Linked DNA regions of Danio rerio: region 2 is linked to region 1. A link is a contact called in public Micro-C data. All regions are on one chromosome and are shown on one strand. Each heading gives the region's core, a stretch centred on a gene start, on an enhancer-like site or on the middle of the called end of the contact. The rest is flanking DNA. Distances are from core to core; before and after follow the strand shown.

Region 1 (4,431 bases), core at 886-3,385:
ATTTTTATTTATTTTTGTAAACATTTAAAAATATATATTATCTCTACAAAAACTGTAAAAGGTTATTAATATTTTTCTATTACCATGTATCTCCATGTACATTTATGTGGAAAAAAATAGCTGCTACAACGTTGCATTGTCGATTCCAAATAGATAGGGGAATTTGTAAAAATATATATAGTGTGTAACATACATACACACACACACACACACACACACACACACACACACACACACACACACATATATATATATATATATATATATATATATATATATATATATATATATATATATATATATATATATATATATATATATATATATATATATATATATATATTTAGTAGTTTTAATGGAAAATGTACGGTATTCTGGACCTTGGAATGCAGACTTTTACTTACGTTAAGTATTGTTTTGAACAGTTTACTGTGAAAATTACTTCAGAGTATCTTCTTTATGTATAGAAATAGATTCTATTTCAGATTATCAGTGAAACCTATCGATCTTTCAGTAGAAAGATGAAGCAAAAGATGAGAAGAGATGAGGCAGGTAACAGGGTTGCCAGGTTTGCATAACAAAACAATCCTTATTGCCAGTCAAATGAAGACCAAAGGTAGCCCACTGCACTCAAAATGTTCTATTTCCATCTATGACCCATTATTATGGAGTCAATCTAGGGCCATATATACTTGCAAAATAAAATAAAGTTTTGCAAAGAAAAAATAAAGTATTGAGTAAATGCAAATAAAGTATTAATAAATGCAAATTTCCAAAGCAAAGAAGAAATAAAAATAAATTTTGCAAACAAATGTAAAGAATTGCAAAAGGGAAAATTAATTTTCAGAAATAAAAATTAAATTTGCAAACAAAAAAAACTGCAAAAAAAAATCAAGCAGTGCACAAAAATTAAAATATTTGCAATTAAAAAAATATATTTTTTTGTAAAATATTTTTATAGCAATGCCTTTACAAAAACAAACTATACAAGGGAACTTGGGTGTTTATGGCAGGCCCAGACCATAGGCTAAAATATAGGGCCCAGACCTGGGCTGTAAGACCACTTTGGTAGTACACTATGGTGGTACATTGTTTCCAGGTCTGCTGTAAACGCTCAAGTTCCCTTGACTCCGCCCCTTGTCAAATCAGGGCCACAAAGTGAAACCACAGTCTATGAGTGAAACGCGCAGAAGCGTGATGTGCAAAGTGAAAACCGCTTTGCAAACTTATGGTTGACTAACAAGCAAATCAAAATGAGCATTGCAAATGACTGGACGGGTTTTGTAAAGGCAATGCTATAAAATGTTTTGCAAATATATAGAGTTGTTTTTTTAAATTGGAAATATTTTAGTGTTTTTGCACTGCTTGATTTTTATTTGCAGTTCTTTTTTGTTTGCAAATTTCATTCTTATTTCTTAAAACAATTTTTTTTCATTGCAGTTCTTTATTTTTGTTAGCAAAATACATTTTTATCTCTCCAATTTTTATTTTTGCTTTGAGACTTTTGAAAGTGTGCATTTATTTATTTTTGCTCAATACTTTATTTTGGGTTTGCAAAACTTTATTTTATTTTGCAAGTATTTATGGTCCTTGATTGACTTGATAAGTGTTAAAAGCAAGTCTTATTAGTTTGTGTATTGTGATTTTTCAGGATCCTTTGATTTAAAAGTATTAGTTTGAAAGTGAAACTGAAATCTTCACCTTCATTTTTAAAATAAATTTTATGCACCTATACAAAATTTATTACACATTAAATACATTTTAGTCACTATATCGCAGGGATCATGAACACAGCTGAAAGACTACCACTGACCCTCCTTCATAAATTCTAACATCAAATGCAGTTTTATCATAGATCAAATAAGAATTAAAGTAAAACCATATTTTAGTCAATTAAATATGTACAATATGTAAAACTTACTCGAACAAGGGAAGAAAATCAACCGTTTAAAAGAATGCAAACTTCCGCGTGGATGTGGCAACCCATTTTGTGGGTGTGTTTGGTTTGTTGTTATAGTCGCGCCCCCAGCGGCGAAAAGGAGCAGTGCAGCAGTGATGGCGCTCAGTGTTTTCCTTCAGCTCTCGTTTACTGGACTCTGACCGCAGTGATCTCTTCTGTCCCTCCTCTGAGGCCTCGATTTGGGGGCGTTTTAGTGAACTTCAGTTATGTTGGGCATTTTAGCCAGGACGATGGTGAGTAAGCAATACACATGATTCTGTTTTTAAAGATAGTCTGTTGTTTTATTCGACATAAACAAGGTTAGCTGACAGCGTGTAAGACGAGATGTTTCAGGGACATTCATGTTAATGGTGAGATAGCGGCAGTGCTAGGGTAGTTAGTAGGAAGTACCAATACATTCTTGACAGTTTCCTAAAATTAAGTACTTACATCGTGTGCATGTGTAAGTGGTTTCTACTTAATCTCTCCAAATGAATCTAACGTTGTGTTGTTGTTAATGTCACGCGCGACAATTTTATGTCATGTTAAATTACTGACAAGTGCAGTGCTGACTTGTGTATTTTAGTATATATGTCATTGCATTTACCATGTCGAATTATTAATACATAAAGGACTACATTAAATAGTTTTGTACAAATTAATATGCTAATATAATGATGAATACATAAGTGTCTTCAAAAATAATGACAATAAATATATTACAATGGCAAAGTTTCATATTATTTGTATAAAGCACACCTATTAAAAAGACATAACTTGAAAATAATTTCTTTCTCTAGATTTCTGATTTATAGTTATGAGTTTGAGTAAAATGAAATCCATATTTTACAATTTACTGATGTCATTTCTTTTAAAGAAAAAGGCCTTTTTTCCCCCTTACAGTTTAACAAAAAATGTGCTATGCTTTCAGATATGTTTATATTCAGTTGTTTTGTACACATAACAAATAATTTACATTAGAGCTGCTCAATATATCGTTTCAGCATTAATATCGCAATGTGATCAATTCGCAGTAGTCACATTGCGAGTATACGCAATGTTGAGTCTGGATTATAATTGCATTATAATAATAAAAAAAATTTTTGAGGCCTATGAGGGTTTTAAAAGTATTCAGGCTTATGTAATTGTACAGTTGATAAAATGTTTATAAAATAAAGACTTTGCAGTTTTATTTTACATTTGATTATTCAGTTTACTGTATATCCGAATACAGATCGACTCCTTGGAAAACAATAAACCGCAGTTTAAGTATTATCTTTTTCTTTATTGTATTTATCTATGCTTGTAGATTGTTTTTTACATTTTATTCATATACACTCCCAGATAGAATCATCCCAATCAATCTAAAATGATCAAATCTTTCCAAATATTTATTCAACACATCTAGTTAAATTGTGTATATAAATCGCAATATATACTGCAGAAAAAAAAATATTGCAATGTTAGGATTTTCCAATATAGTGCAGCCCTAATTTACATTCAGATGATTAAAAGTTAAGAAATCAATGTTTTGTGAAATATCCATGATGTTTAAACACAATAAAGTAAAAAAAAAATTTCTGACCAATTGTAGTTTTTTGAGGGTGTGAAAAGCTCTTAATATAAATATTAGTTCATTAATTTTCCTTCAGCTTAGTCTCTTTATTCATCAGGGGTCACCACACCAGAATAAACCTCTTATCCAGCATATGTTTTACACAGTGGATACTCTTCTAGCTGCAACCCAGTATTGGGAAACACCCATACACTCTCACATTCACACTCATACACTACAGCCAATTTAGTTCATTCAAATCAGCTATGGTGCCTGTCTTTGGACTGTGGGGGAAACTGGAACTAAATAATAACATATTTATTTGAAATGCAGTCACTCGTATATTGTCTGTGATATTTTTAGGTAAAGGCTGGCATGGTGAAACCTTCCGGCCTGGTAAAGCCAGTGTCCGTAACACGGGTTACTGGCCGCTACCTGACCCATCAGGAGGGTCTGCCAAAGCTTCCAGTGCCACCTCTCAAACAAACATGTGACCGATATCTGGCTGCCCTGGACCCCATCGTGGACCCAGAGGAGCTAAATCACACCCGAAAGCTGCTGGAGGACTTTCAGAAACCTGGCGGTGTGGGAGAGAGACTTCAGAAGGGCCTGGAGAGTCGGGCAGCGAAGTTGAACAATTGGGTAAAAACCTACTGTTGATTTGTCAGGAGGCCAGACTGGCTGCTTGTAAATGTCTGCTTTTTAAGACTCCTTGTTTCTCTTTGCTAGCTCTCTGACTGGTGGTTACAAACAGCCTATCTTGACTACCGGATGCCTGTTGTTGTCCATTCCAGTCCTGGGGTCGTCCTTCCCCGCATGGAGTTCAGTGACCGCCAAGGCCAGATGAGGTCAGTACAATGTGGGTTTGTCTGCTGTTAGAATGGTCAGATAATCTGAGCACTGGTCAGATGCTGTGTACTTCAAAATGAAATGTGTG
Region 2 (4,431 bases), core at 614-3,113, 43 kb after region 1:
GATTTCCTCCTGTCAGTTGCAGCAGCAGTTGGTGAATCTCCAGCAGAGGGAGACAGAGATTCAGACTCAACTCAGTGCTGCTCTCGATGACAAACACAAGCACTGTGCTCAGATCAGCCTTCTGGAGGCACAAGTGGCAGGTAGTACCAAAGTTATCAATCCTGTTGTACTTTTTGACCATTAAAAAGTTGTAGCTGTGTTATAGGACAAATCTAAAAGGAACAGTGCCCTTTTTTTTAAATAGACTTTTTACCAAGTCCCTTAAAGTGAAACCTTTGAATTTTTTTACGATTTTTTTAATCAATTCAGCTATTCGCAAGGTCTTTCTTATATTAGACCATTACTATCTTCCTCACTACAGTACATTGACTTTCCTAGGTTGACTTGTCTGTAGTTACATCATGTACTAAAGCCCTGCTTACACTGTGTTTTTGTCATCTGAGTGAAGTTTGGAAAATAGTAAAAGATTCCTGTAATCTTAGGATAAAATATATGGTCCTTGATGGTTTGTTTGATATTTTAACCCACAGCCAATTAATGGTCTTTGCGATTAGATTTTCCCTGCGAGATTTTAGACACTTTCACGCACTGTGACTTCAGCGTAAAACCAAGAACCAATAGCAATCTGGAAAACTTCAAACCGCCACTGTTTTTTTTATTATTGAGGCGCACTGTAAACAAAATTACTGCTACAGATTGTTTATGTTTACCTTGAAATATTGTGTCAGGAGGTGTTATAGTGAAAGTGTCACGTATGGATGAAGTCAAACTCTGGGTGAGTTCTCCTGCAGGTCAGTGTCGTGACTACTGAGATCTTACAGTGTGACTTGGGAAATATGTTTGTGCAGTCTGACATGCTACAAATGTTTAAGAACTATTAAAAAAGTAAATTGCACAGTGTGAGCTGGGCTTCAGACTGACAAGAAAATTAAAAGATACTCTGTATCATAGCAACGGACTGAAAAAATGCTATGCTGCAAAAATGTACACAGCTGAGCATTTTTAGAAGCGCAAAAACACTTCGGTGGACATGCAGCCTAAAAGTCTTAATACACAGGGTTTACCCTTAGAGGTTTGCTGAGCCCGCCTGGTCTAAGACCCCTGCCCTGTTTGGTAGATTGTGTAAGAGTGTTTTGATAATATATGTTTTCAGAACTTTTGAAAAAAGAAGAACAGAGCGATCAGCGGTGGAGGGCAGAGAAGCAGAAGTACAAAGAGTTGGAATCCACTATACAAAACATGGATGAGGAGATGCAAGACCTGAGGGCTGAAAAGGAGAATCTGCAACAGGTGCGAAGAGCTCCTGTCAAATCTGACATGGTTAAACATTTTGTGCGGTTTAATGTGAAAGCAAATATTGTGCTGTTTCTGCATGTAATGTCAGGTCCTGTCAGAGAAAAAGAGGAAGTGGAAGGCTGAGCGGGAGCGCATTATTGTGGAGCAGGAGGAGGAACATGAGAGGAGTCAGCAGGAGGTCCTACAGCTCCTCATGCAGCTCAGAAAGGCCAGACACTCCACTGAAGCACTTATGAAGCAGGTGTGTGTGTGTGTTTGTGTTTCTTTAGCATTAAATCTATGTATAGCTCTAAAGTCATGTTTACACAGCCAATTTAAGTTGGCTCTGAAGTGGGTCTGTGTCTGCTCAGAATTCAGTGTAAAAATGCTATGCTGCATTAAATTGTGTTTGTAAATAAATACACATTTTTGAAAGTGCATTCCTTTTCAGGTTTGGTTTCTGTGCCACCTTTGCATTTTTCCTGTGATATGTGTATTCATTTACAGGCTGAGTTTGAGTTGAGCGCTCAAAAGAAATGTGATGCTGAACTGGCAGAGCAAGAGAAGCTGGAAGGAGCCATAACTGAGCTGCAAGAACAGGCACGTTTACATTATGCAAGAACTCTTAAAACTAGTTTATCATGCGATGTAACAGCTGAAAAGGTTTTTTGAAACCGTTTCATGAGTTTTAAGGATGTAGATTGCCATTGTGTTCATTTAAATCACCGTCAACTTTAAACATTCCCTACACAAGCATTATATGACTTCGGATGAGATCCAGGAAACATTGTTTATCTCTAACAATTTGAAAATAAGTCATATACATGTGGGATGGCATGATAGATAATAATACGCATTTTCAGTTTTGGGTGGAGGATCTTTTTCTTCAATCTACAACTGACCTTCATTTAATACATTTTAGTGTGAGGATCTAACAACAACGTCGTCAAGTATGAATGAGCAGTTTGACACTCAGTTGGCTGTTCAGGTGAGCGGTTTGGACTGAGAGTTCTGCTTTGATAAAGTCTAAACCTAAAAACTGAGCTGATGAACTGCATGTTGTGCAGGTAAAGCGAGCGATGAAAGAAGTGTTTCAGTGTCTCAGGACCGAGTTTGATCTGCAGGAGTCTTACAGAGGACATTCAGTTCTCCAGATTCTCCAAAACACCATCAAGGTAATGCTCAACCTACAGGATTCAAAACACACTAAAAACTAGCCTGATGACTAATTAGCTCATGGTTTTTGGTCTTGCTACTATTTTTAATCCATTTGCAGGGCGTCACCATGAAATTCCTCTCAGAATCTTGGGAGTTTGAATCAGATGAAGATAAAGCAGAAGAAGAATATGGATCTACTGAAGAGGTGTTGATGCCGAAGGATAACGATGAAATAGAGGAGAAAGTAGAGCATTAAGCAGAAGGTATTTATGTAAACTAAACAAATCAGAATGTCCATAAACTACAATCAAAGTTTAAGATTAGAAACTAAGTCTAGATCTGATTCTTTCCCACAGCAACAGTCAGTTTTTCAGTTTGTTTGACTGTATGAAACTGAGGAGGTTGTGAACAAACTGTAAAAGGATCACATGTTGACATGGGAATGCTAACCACCAACTTTACTATTTCTCCTACAGAAAGTCCTTTAATTTAACATTTAAGCATTTTAAAACAAAAAAATTGACTGGATTTATATGCATTTGTTTGAGTAAAATGTAAATCTTTTATTCTTCAAACTTCTAAAACTCCTTTATTTATACCATCTTTTGGCAAAAATTAATAAAAATATGCCACATGTTAAGACATTTTCATAATTAATGGGTCACACTTAACGACAAGGTGGTATTAGTTAATATTAGTTGTATTAATGTATTAACTAACATAAACAAACAATGGACAGTACATTTATTACTGTATTTGTTCATGTTTGTTCACGTTAGTTAATGGAAATAAAGTTGTTCATTGTTCATGTTAACTCACAGTGCTTTAACTAATGCCAACAAGCATGAACTTGGATTTTATTAATGCATTAGTAAATGTTGAACTATGATTTTAAAATACTGTGCAACTATGGTTCATTTATTAGCTCATGTTAGTAAATAAACTAATATTATCATACTATTATCATAATTATAATGAAATCCAATTGTAAAGTGTTACTAATTATAGAATAGGATAAAGACACTTAAGAAGAGATAATCTTGAACATTTTTAAATATCCAATAATAGGCAAATGAATAAAATATGCATAAACTAATTTGAAAAGGAGAGGTTAAAACTAATCTAATACATGCTTCTGTTACAGAACAAATATCTCTTTGTCTGAAAAGCATCTTCATAATTCGCTATGAAAACACTGATGCACTGTGTGATCTTCATAGCACTTGTCGAAGCAAGCGGAGCTGCAAGTCATTTGAATTTAGCATATAGATGTCTGTGACAGATGTTTTTTACTGTGCTGATTGTTTATGTGCATCATATTCGTTGTTCTGTTAGTATAAGTAAACATCTTTTCCCAGTATTTAAACAGAGTTTGTGTCTCTGTAGCACTTCACCGATGTCTTTTTACTCTGCCGCCCCACCATTTGTTCACTTCTGATGTGCAGGTAAAGCAGTGTTGCCAACTATTTCCAATGAAAAGTAGCTAAAACCTGCCCGAAAAGTAGCTAAATGTTGCCAGATGACGTCACTCACTTTTTTGCATATCAGTGACATCATCACGTAGTATAAGACAAGCGTAAGCCCGTCATGTCTCTATTCTCTGAGGCGCCGTGTATTATATAATATTATAAAAAATTACATCCAGATGCACAATAAATAGGTTCTTGATAACATATTACTTTGCGTGATGATGTCATTGCATCTTTTGAGTCACTTTTTAAAAACTGCTAAAAGTAGTTTAAAAGTGAATGTTAAAAGTTGCTAAATTTGTTGCTAGGTGCTTATTGAAAATAAAAAAGTTGCTAGGGTAGTATGACAAGTTGCTACATCTAGCAACAAAATTGCTAAATTGGCAACACTGAGGTGAAGTGCCTCTAAACACAGCGCTCCTTCTGTTCAAAACATGTATTGCGACTCGTTCAACATTTCTACCAGTTTGAATTGCCACATATTTTAATCCATTTTAAACCAGCTTAAGGTGAATTGTTACAACTCTAG

Evidence for each region. Hi-C and Micro-C count contacts between places; a contact is called where the count stands out from the background.
Region 2: a contact with region 1 is called in a Micro-C map of caudal fin, with 2.2 times the contacts expected there. The contact joins the enhancer-like site here to the promoter of crata in region 1. A contact is called at or near these places in 6 of 18 Hi-C or Micro-C datasets (caudal fin, embryo and gastrula embryo).

What each region holds. Positions count from the first base shown.
Region 1 is chr5:33,434,564-33,438,994 of GRCz12tu, forward strand. It overlaps crata (carnitine O-acetyltransferase a), which reads left to right and starts at 2,136. Exons shown (of 14, transcript NM_001005587.1): 1 at 2,136-2,193; 2 at 3,858-4,136; 3 at 4,224-4,342. The coding sequence starts at 2,167.
Region 2 is chr5:33,477,503-33,481,933 of GRCz12tu, forward strand. fkbp15a (FKBP prolyl isomerase family member 15a) reads left to right here. Exons shown (of 27, transcript XM_073952309.1): 20 at 1-140; 21 at 1,154-1,290; 22 at 1,385-1,537; 23 at 1,783-1,875; 24 at 2,198-2,263; 25 at 2,343-2,450; 26 at 2,552-2,696. The coding sequence ends at 2,689. It also overlaps a transcript of lrsam1 not described here. Among named protein-coding and RNA genes, the nearest start is that of lrsam1, 23 kb to the right of the region's middle. Within about 2 kb of position 1,864, at least 2 of the 62 cell types and tissues checked have an H3K27ac peak or open chromatin away from gene starts, as enhancers often do. A contact at or near this core is called in caudal fin, where this site is marked.